Regions from separate parts of the Sus scrofa genome. Here region 1 is linked to region 2. Evidence: chromatin contacts called from public Hi-C data. All regions are on one chromosome and are shown on one strand. Each heading gives the region's core, a stretch centred on a gene start, on an enhancer-like site or on the middle of the called end of the contact. The rest is flanking DNA. Distances are from core to core; before and after follow the strand shown. Region 1 holds the start of GGA1 (ADP-ribosylation factor-binding protein GGA1). Region 2 holds the start of NOL12 (nucleolar protein 12).

Region 1 (4,620 bases), core at 1,368-3,867, 70 kb before region 2:
TTAACTCCTCGGAAGTTCCCTTGTGGCACAGCAAGTTAAGGATCCGGCGTTGTCACTGCAGCAGCTCGGGCCGCCACTGTGCTGCAGGTTTGATCCCTGGTCCAGGAATTTCCATGTGCCATGGGCATGGCCAAAATCAGAAAGAATAAAAATAAATTAATTAATTTAAAAAAAAAACAGGGAGAGTAATTCCCAACTCTGAGGTCTGAGTGAGGACTACGCAGTGACAGCCATGGGCCTCTGTGTCCCCATCCCCAGGGGTCTGCCTGGAAGCGAGATGTGCTCCAAGTTCTGGCTGAGGTCAGAGGGGCTGGACTTGAGGCCGTATGTCAACTTATTCCCTGAACCCCCCACAAGCCTCCTGAGAAAGGATCGGTTGCCCTTCACATGCGTCTCTCTCCTCTTTCCTCCTCCCCGGCCCATCCTCACCAGCATCTCCAGTGTTGGAGGGGTTTCCCTGGGGTGGGCCTGGGGCATTCATCCTTGGAGGTCAGTGGGAGCTGCTTCAAGGACAGCTCAGCGTTACCTGCCCATCCCCAGCCCCTCCTAGGGGTTCCACGAGTCACTCGGAGGAACTCGTGGTGGAGACAGGAACAGCCGTCAAAGAGCCCAATTTCTGGAGTTCCTGTCCTGGCTCAGTGGTTAATGGATCCGACTAGGAACCATGAGGTTTCGGGTTCGATCCCTGGCCTCACTCAGTGGGTTAACGATCCAGTGTTGCCGTGAGCTGTGGTGTAGGTCGCAGATGTGGCTCAGATCTCGCGTTGCTGTGGCTCCGGTGTAGGCCAGCATCTACAGCTCCAATTAGACCCCTATCCTGGGAACCTCCATATGCCGCGGGTGCAGCCCTAGAAAAGACAAAAAGACAAAAACAAACAAACAAAAAAACCCCGAAGAGCCCAATTTCTGAGTTTCCTGTTTGCTCTCTTGGTCTTTCCTTCAACCATCCTCGCCTTCAACCCCCTTCTCAAGTTCCTCCTTCCAAACCTTGTACCCTGAGCCCCAGTCTGGGCCAGGCCTTACCTGCATAGCCACTTTTCTGACTCGTCACCAACCCTGCTCTTCAGGACTCAATGAGGCAAGCCTAGAGCTGTCATCAAATGTATGACCTGGCTCCCCCGCTCCCCGTTTGCTGTGCAACAGTGGGCACATTCCTGCATCCCTCTGCCGGTAAAGCTTATGAATAATAGTTTCAACTCATTCATGCATTCAATGCATGATTTTTTTTTTTTTTTTTTTTTGGCCGCACCCATGGCATGCTGTAGTTCCTGGGCCAGGGAGCCAACCTGCGCCACAGCTGCAACCGGAGCCAAAACAGTGACAACCCCGAATCCTTAACCCACTGAGCCGCCAGGAAACACCTCAATGCGTGTTGATTGAACACTTATGTGCCAGTTATTCTTTCAAGCCTTGAGGATACATCGATGAACCAAATAGATGAAATTCCTCGTCCTCACAGAGCTTACCTTCCAGTGGGGGCAAGAGACAAAAGACACGATGAAGAAAAGAAGTAATCAGTGGAGACAGGTGCTAAGGAGAAAAGTTCAGCCGAGACAGTGAGTGGGGAGCCTGTGTTGGGGGGATTCACTTAGCAAACACTGGTTCACTGAATTCTAACAAGAATGATTCAGATGGGAAGTCTTGAGATCCAAGGAGGCTAAGTGACTTGTCCTAGGGCAGTTTGGAAAGCAGCGAGGTCAGAATTTGAACCCTGGTCAAATCTCTGCTCTCTTTAAAACGTGACCCTGGACAGACTGCATGTGCCCCTAAATCAGTGCGGTAAATGTATTATTTCTGTAACAATTCATGTCACAGTAATAAAAGAAACAAACGAAAAGAGCTCTAAGTACATATTATGTTACAGCTTTTATTGAGGAATGCAATAAACATACATATCACTTTCCTGTATAATTTTAATGGTTTGTGGGGGAGAGTTGAGAAAAGCATCTCGGTTTGCTGAATAGTTGAGTTTAGGGGAAAAACTGACCCAAGCACATGCCTCTCAAACTCCCTGATGAGGTCACCTCGGTTCTGCAAGGTGAATCGAGGTCGCTTGCGAAGGCAACGGCTGAGCAGAACCGGATTCGCCAGATTCCCTTTAACCCTCCAGGAGACAGGGAGGCTCCCGAGCACACCACGGGTCAGTTCCCCGGAAGGCCGCCAGGGGGCGACAGAAGGAAACGGACCCAGGTGAGCTCGTGACGTGCCCCGGGGCCTGGAAACTGCGGGGTGCATGAAATGATCTCAGAATGAATGCAGGAGATAGCACGGGGTTCGGGCTTTGCCACTTGTGTGACCTCAAACGATCCGGTTCATTGGTTTGTTGTGAGGAGTAAATAGAAAAATGTGTAAAAGTTCTCAAAGGAGTTCCCTGGTGGCTTAGCCGGCTAAGGATCCCCTGTTGTCACTGCTGTGGCGCAGGTTCAATACCTAGCCTGGGAATTTCCACATGCTTTGGACGCAGCCAAGGGGGAAAAAAAAAGTGCTTAAAACGATGCTTGGACAACTGTAAACACTCAATAAACTTTAACGGCCCAAGTAAGTCGTTGCCCTTTTAAGGCCCCGCCATGTTTACATCTAAGCGGAAATACCCGCTCAGGATTCCGGAAGTGACCTAAGAGCCCCTCAAAAAGATGGCGGTGGAACGTTCGGCCGGAAGCGGTCACAAGCGTTTTCGTGACGCGAAACGAATTAGAGCGTCCCGCGGGGTTTCCATGGTGCAGCTCTCAGCCCCGAGTCCTTCTGCTTCCTCTCCGGCCTGAGCGCTGTGGACGAGGAGGCCGGCAACCCGTTCCTCCCCCCGCAGTCGCCGCTTAGGGGAGGGGTTGGGCGAGCAAGTGACGCTCTAGGCGAGTAGTTCTCGTCTCTATGGTGCTGAATGCTCTCACGCTCCGCTCTCGCGCGTTGGGACGGACGTTGCCCCTTTAATCGGCCGAGGGCGGTGCCGAGGAGGTCCCGCGAGAGCGGCGGGGGGCGGGGGGCGGTGCCGAGGCTGGGGGCCCGTGGCGGATGGAGCCCGCGATGGAGCCGGAGACTCTGGAGGCGCGAATCAGTGAGTGTCCGGGAGGGGCGCGGGCCGGACCGGAACCGGAACCAGGGGCACTAGGCGGGCCCCTTCCCGACGGAGGCGGGGTACGGGGCGCCCCCTCCTCACGCCCCGCCCCCGGCCCGGGGAGGGACGGTGTCCCAAGCCGGTACCTCAGACTCTGGGTTGAATAGAGACCCCAGCAGGTGCGCGGACTGGCGACGCGAGCGGGCGCCGCCTACCCTTCCGATCCGAGGGCAGCGACCCCCAGGGAGGAGTGAGCTGCGCCCCTCTCTGTGCCCAGAACCTCCGGGATGGAGAAAGCAGCCTCCAACCCCCTCGGGCCCAGACTTCAACGCGGAACGGACGCCCTAGTCTTTCCAAGGAGCCCGGGATGGTAGCAAGCGAGCAGCCCCTGGGGCTGAACCTCAGACCCAAGAGGGAGGGATCCTGCTCCCCTGGAACCCCGAATCCTCCGCTTTCTGACGCTGCATGCGTGACTCGCTCCTATCCATTCCTTGAGCTTGCATCTCCGCTCAGATTTGCTCGTTCCCCCACCCAGGAAGGGAGGGTCCACTAACCCATGAGAGCCCCCGAGTTCTGGCCACATAGTGAGAAACCCCTAAACCCTACAGGTTTGAGTCCGGTCTCAGACTCCAGAAGTAATTTCAAGGTCTCTATCCCTGCCCTCAACCCAGCCCCTTGGCTTCTGCACCCTCACCAGACTCCTTTCCCAGCCCTCTCCTGGCTTCCTCCAAATGCCTCTGCATCCCCTCCTGTGTCTCTTCCTAATACCTGGCTTTCAGAGTATCAGCCGCTACACGGTCCACCTGACCTCCCTATCCCACACTACAGAAGCTTTTCAGCTCTCACAACCCCTCAAAGCATGGCTTGCTTCTCCCCGGGCTGGTGACAGCTCCCTCTCAAGTCTTTCTTCCTGTTGGGCCCACATCTGCCACAGGACCTCGGGGCAGCCTCTGCTCAGGTCTACCTTCAGTTCAGCCTCCTGGCCTCAGGCACACCAGGGAGCTGCCCAGGGTGTTGGGGGGCTATGATCAGCCCCTTTGAAGCCAGTCTTGTGCAGAGTTGAGTTCTGAGGTTGGTCCCAGAATCACACTGTCTCCAGCGGAGGGGGAGGGCCTGGAAAGGAAGCACTCAGCGGCCATCGAGACTGTTCTGGAACGCCACAAGTGTCCAGGTCACAGCAATAACTGGGGGGGATGGGCAGGGCCCTGGTTGATAGATCTGACCGCCGCAGGCCTTGGGCTGTGGCTGATACAAAACCAGTGTCAGGTTGAGCAGCAGTGGGGATTTTCTGCAGGGTCAGAGGATCTGATCTGAGGAACAGACAGGAGTCAGGGCACACAGGTTTGGCAGGAGGCTGGACTCCAGTTGGGGCTGAGATTGTTTTCTTTTTCATCCCCTCACAAAATTATAAGTTCTCCCCTCACAGTGGCTGGAGGTAAAAAGTAGCTTCTGGTGGGTCAGTGATGATGTTCCCGTCACTGTAGGGTGACAGAGCAGAGTCACACGCCCTGTTGTGAAACACCCCTTCCCTCCCTGGGTGCTCTCCCCTGCTGCCTGCTGGGGAGGGT
Region 2 (4,644 bases), core at 937-3,436:
GATACTAAGTAAAGCCCTGTCCTTAAACCACTCGGGCTTCACCTTCAGCACTTGCTCTTCTCATCTGTGTGACCTCAGGTAAGTGACTGCACCTCTCTGAGCCTCGTTTCATACCTCAAAGTGAAACAGCTTCTTTTGCCCCTTTCCCGTTGTTGCCTTCTAACCTTAAAAGAACCTAATTATAGGTATGAGATCGCCAAGCAACTGAAACTAACTCCTGATTTATGCTCTCCTGAAGGCACACCATGCCTTGTCTACACTGTCAATTCTTTTCCTAAATAAAAAGAAGAATGAAGAATTGAGCAGTTGAAAAAAATGACTCGCTCTCTATCCCCAACAGCCCCCCTAAGCCATACTGCAGGTAGATCACTCAGGCAAGATAAATCCAAAGAGTCAGCCATCTGCACGCAATGAAGACTGATGCGGAACCCAACCTCCTGCCTTGATAATTCCCTGAGATTCTTCCCTCCCATTTTTCCCTTTAAAAACTGTTACGGCAGAGTTCCCATTGTGGCGCAGAAGAAGTGAATCCGACTAGGATCCATGGGGATGAGGGTTCCATTTCTGGCTTCGCTCAGTGGGTTGGGGATCCGGTGTTGCCGTGAGCTGTGGTGTAGGTCGCAGACGTGGCTCGGATCCTGCGTGACTGTGGCTGTGGCTGTGGCCGGCAGGTGTAGCTCCAATTCAACCCCTAGTCTGGAAACTTCCATATGCCGTGGGTGCGGCCCTAAAAAGAAAAAAAAAAAAAAAAAGAACTGTCACAGCTGAGCAGAATCTTTGGAGCTGGTCACTGGACACAAGTCCACCATCTCCCCAGACTGCCAGCTTTCTGATTTGCCTTTCTACTGACATTTGCCTCTCAAATTATTGGCTTATGAGCAGCGAGCAGCCAAACCTGTGTTCTGTAACAAAAAGAGATAATCGGAGTTCCCGTTGTGGCTCAGAGAGTTAAGAACCCGACATGGTGTCCATGAGGATGTAGACTCAACCCCTGGCCTCACTCAGTGGGTTAAGGATCTGGCATTGCTGCAGGCTTCGGTGTAAGTCGCAGATGAGGCGCAGATCTGGTGTTGTGGCTGTGGTGTAGGCCGGCAGCTCCAATTAGACCCCTTGCCTGGGAATTTCTATATGCCACAGGTGTGGTCATAAAAACAAAAACAAGCCAAAACCCAAAAAGAGACATTCCTGTCGGGGGCATCACTGCAGCCAGGACAATGCTCTGCCTAGGGGGAGGGTGCCAAGGAGGGCATGGGGCATGGCCACTAGGGGGCAGCAGAGGGTCAGTTAATCACCCTGTAGCCCCATCATTCAGGCAGCCTCCTGCTGTGCCCTTGATTTGAAGAAAACTCTCAGCGCCCACAAAAGAATCTGCCAGGTAGTGGACCCTTGTGAAATGGATTCAACATTCATGGAGAGCTGCACCGACAGTGTGCCTATGGCTCCTTTCAAAATTTATCATAGGGCAATGGGGTGTGCTGGCTACTGGGAGAGTGATTCCTCAGGCTAGCGGTCCAGGATGCTGGGCCATGAGGCCAGTGACCCAGGTCAAGTCTCGCTTTACCACAGAACAGCAGTGTAACTCTAGACAAGTCACGTCCCCTCTCTGAGATAACAGTTGCCTTCTTTGTATACCTGGCATACAGTAGGCACTTAATATATGTGTGCTTACCTTCTCTCTGGGCTCCAGTCACTTGTCCAAGAAGAGCAATGGGTCCTAAGAGTGGGTTATCCCCACTCTCGAACTGTTCTGGGGTCACTTCCTCTGGGAATCCCTCCACTGGAGGAGCCACCCCTGAGCTCCTCCAACCTCTGGTGCTTCCCACGTTGTCACTGCAGCGGCTCAGGTCGCTACTTTGGCAAGGAAGGGTTCGATCCCTGGCCCGGGAATTTTCACATGCTAGAGTGCGACCAGGAAAAAAAAAAATCAGCAATCTTTGGCCATTCGCCAATAACTCTGTATTGAACACTCTGAGAGACACAGTGCTAGGCGCTGGGACTTTAGGGCCTCGCTCTCACCGCTGCTAGTCTAAGAGTAGGATGAGTGCTGTAGCAGCCGAGGGGGTAAGGATTTTTGCCTCTAATGCGCGGAAGGGAGGTGCGGGGGAGACAGGCTGGGCGGCCCCTTTAAAAGGCGGGGTCTGGTGAGCGGGGCGGAACTACTGAGCGCGGCTGTGGGGCAAGTCCGGGACGCCGGAAGTGCTACACCCGGAAGTGTCTCAGGTGAGCGGGAGCCGCGCCGCCGAGGCCTTACCGCTATGGGCCGAAACAAGAAGAAGAAGCGAGATGGCGATAGCCGGCGGCCGCGGCTCATTCTGAGCTTCGACGAGGAGAAGCGACGGTGAGTGCTAAGGCTCGACTAGAGCCCGTTGGGGCCGCCGGCCAAGGCCAGGGCCGCCGGCCCACGCTCCCGCGGAGGGCCCTTCCGGTCCCGCCCTCTCTTCAAGGTGTGGAACTCCCTCGCGGAAGGAAGCGGTTGCCCTGGGCCCCCATCCCTGAGGAATGGAATCGCCCGCCCCGCCTCGCCCTCGCTTCTTTTCTCAGCTTCTCTACCAGCCAGCGCTGCCATTTGCGCGGCCGGAGAGCGGGGAGCTGGGTTCTTGGAGCGACAGCTTTGATCTTCCCCACCCAGGCCGGCGGCCCCGCACGCAGTAGACTCAGCTATTTATGAATGATGAGTGAATGAAATGAGTGGCTTACATTCATTTATTTACCAGGCGATTACTAAACTCTTTTGGATTGTGCGCGTCAGGTCTTGGGACCCCTGAGTTGGACCCCTAAGCGTCAGCGTCCAGACTATCAGCGTCCCCACTCAGAGTGCTACATGGGCTTATGGTGGTGGGTCAGCGAAAAACCTAGGGCAGTCAGCTCTAGAGAAATGAGAAGGGGCTGCGATCAGATAGGGGGAGAGAGGGAAATCCTGGGGCATCATCTGGAAACTCAGGATGGCATCAACACGACCTATAGTTGTGCCCAGGAGGAGGGCCCTGGGGAAGTGGGGTCTTGGTCCAATGGAGATTTTATAGAGGTTTGGTTGCGGGTGGCCTTGAAAGCCCTCAAGGGCTTAAGAGGTGGCTTAATTCACTGGGTAGTGGAGTTTACCAGCAAAGAAGGGACCCTTACCTGTTCCAGAGGCCCACACCCTGTACCCACTACCTGGCCCTGTTGCTGGCAGCTGAGAGCTCTGGAGAGGAGAGAGGAGAGAGGCAGCATCTCCCTCTCTTTGCCTAAGCTTACATTCTCTGTGCCTCTGTGTCTCCCATCTGTAAAATGGGATACCTACTACTACACAGGTTGCTGTGAGGATTGGACAAGTTAACACCTGTACATTTTTGGAATGATGCCAGGCACCTAGTGAGTGCGGTATGGGCTCCTCCCCATCCCCCATTCCTGGAGCAAGACTTTCTTTTCTTGTATCCTGACTTGCTTGTGATTTTTCTTTTTTTAAAATGATTTTTATTTTATCCATTAGAGTCGGTTTTCAGTGTTCTGTCTGTTTTCTACTGTATAGCAAAGTGACAGAAAACTGTATATATATACACATTCTTTTTCTCACATTAGCCTCCACCATGCTCCATCACAAGTGACTAGATATAGTTCCTGGTGCTATACAGCAGGATTTCATTGCTTATCCATTCCAAAAGCAATAGTTTGCATCTATTAACCCCAGATTCCTAGTGCATCCCACTCCCTCCCCCTTGGCAACCACAAGGCTGTTCTCCAAGTCCATGAGTTTCTTTTCTGGGGAAAGGTTCATTTGTGCCGTATATTAGATTCCAGATATAAGTGATATCATATGGTATTTGTCTTTCTTTTTCTGACTTACTTCACTTAGTATGAGAGTCTCTGGTTCCATCTATGTTGCTGCAAATGGCATTGTTTTGTTCTTTTTTATGGCTGAGTAGTATTCCGTTGTGCACATATACCACATCTTAATTCATTCATCTGTCGATGGACGTTTAGGTTGTTTCCATGTCTTGGTTATTGTGAGCAGGGCTGCAATGAACATACAGGTGCATGTGTCTTTTTTAAGGAAAGTTTTATCCAGACATTTGTCCAAGAGTAGGATTGCTGGGTCATATGGTAGTTCTAGATTTAATTTTCTGAGTTACCTCCACACTGTTTTCCATAGTGGTTGTACCAGTTTACATTCTCACAAGCAGTGCAGGAGGGTTCCCTTTTCTCCACACCCTCTCCAGCCTTTGTTATTTGTGGACTTATTAATGATGGCCATTCTGACAGGTGTGAGGTGGTACCTCAGAGTAGTTTTGATTTGCATTTTTCTAATAATCAGTGATGCTGAGCATTTTTTCATGTGCTTGTTGGCCACCTGTATATGTGATTTTTCTCTCTTGCCTCTTTCCTGTAGGGAGTATCTGACAGGCTTCCATAAGCGGAAGGTGGAGCGGAAGAAAGCGGCCATTGAGGAGATCAAGCAGCGGCTTAAGGAGGAGCAGAAGAAGCTCCGGGAGGAGGTACAGAGGAGGGCGGGTGGGAGAGTGTCTGACTTCCGGGGCACTTGCAGCCTCCATGGGCAGATGAGGGGCGGCGTGGGCAGGCCCGGGGAGCAGTTTGTGTGGATAGAGTCGCTGTGGGCCCAGCTCTGGGGAAGGTTTCCTGGTCTCTCACATCCAGCCATGGTCTCAC

The links. A called contact is a pair of places that touch in the nucleus more often than the background predicts.
Region 1: a Hi-C map of alveolar macrophages shows a contact between it and region 2, with 3 times the contacts expected there. The contact joins the promoter of GGA1 here to the promoter of NOL12 in region 2. A contact is called at or near these places in 3 of 5 promoter capture datasets (fetal liver, fetal skeletal muscle and liver), 17 of 47 Hi-C or Micro-C datasets (adipose tissue, alveolar macrophages, blood and 11 more) and 2 of 2 datasets of contacts at active chromatin or transcription factors (alveolar macrophages and skeletal muscle).

Annotation. Positions count from the first base shown.
Region 1 is chr5:10,211,827-10,216,446 of Sscrofa11.1, reverse strand. GGA1 (ADP-ribosylation factor-binding protein GGA1) reads left to right here and starts at 2,617. Exons shown (of 19, transcript XM_021091505.1): 1 at 2,617-3,052. The coding sequence starts at 3,010.
Region 2 is chr5:10,141,698-10,146,341 of Sscrofa11.1, reverse strand. NOL12 (nucleolar protein 12) reads left to right here and starts at 2,186. Exons shown (of 6, transcript XM_003481552.4): 1 at 2,186-2,338; 2 at 4,367-4,472. The coding sequence starts at 2,256.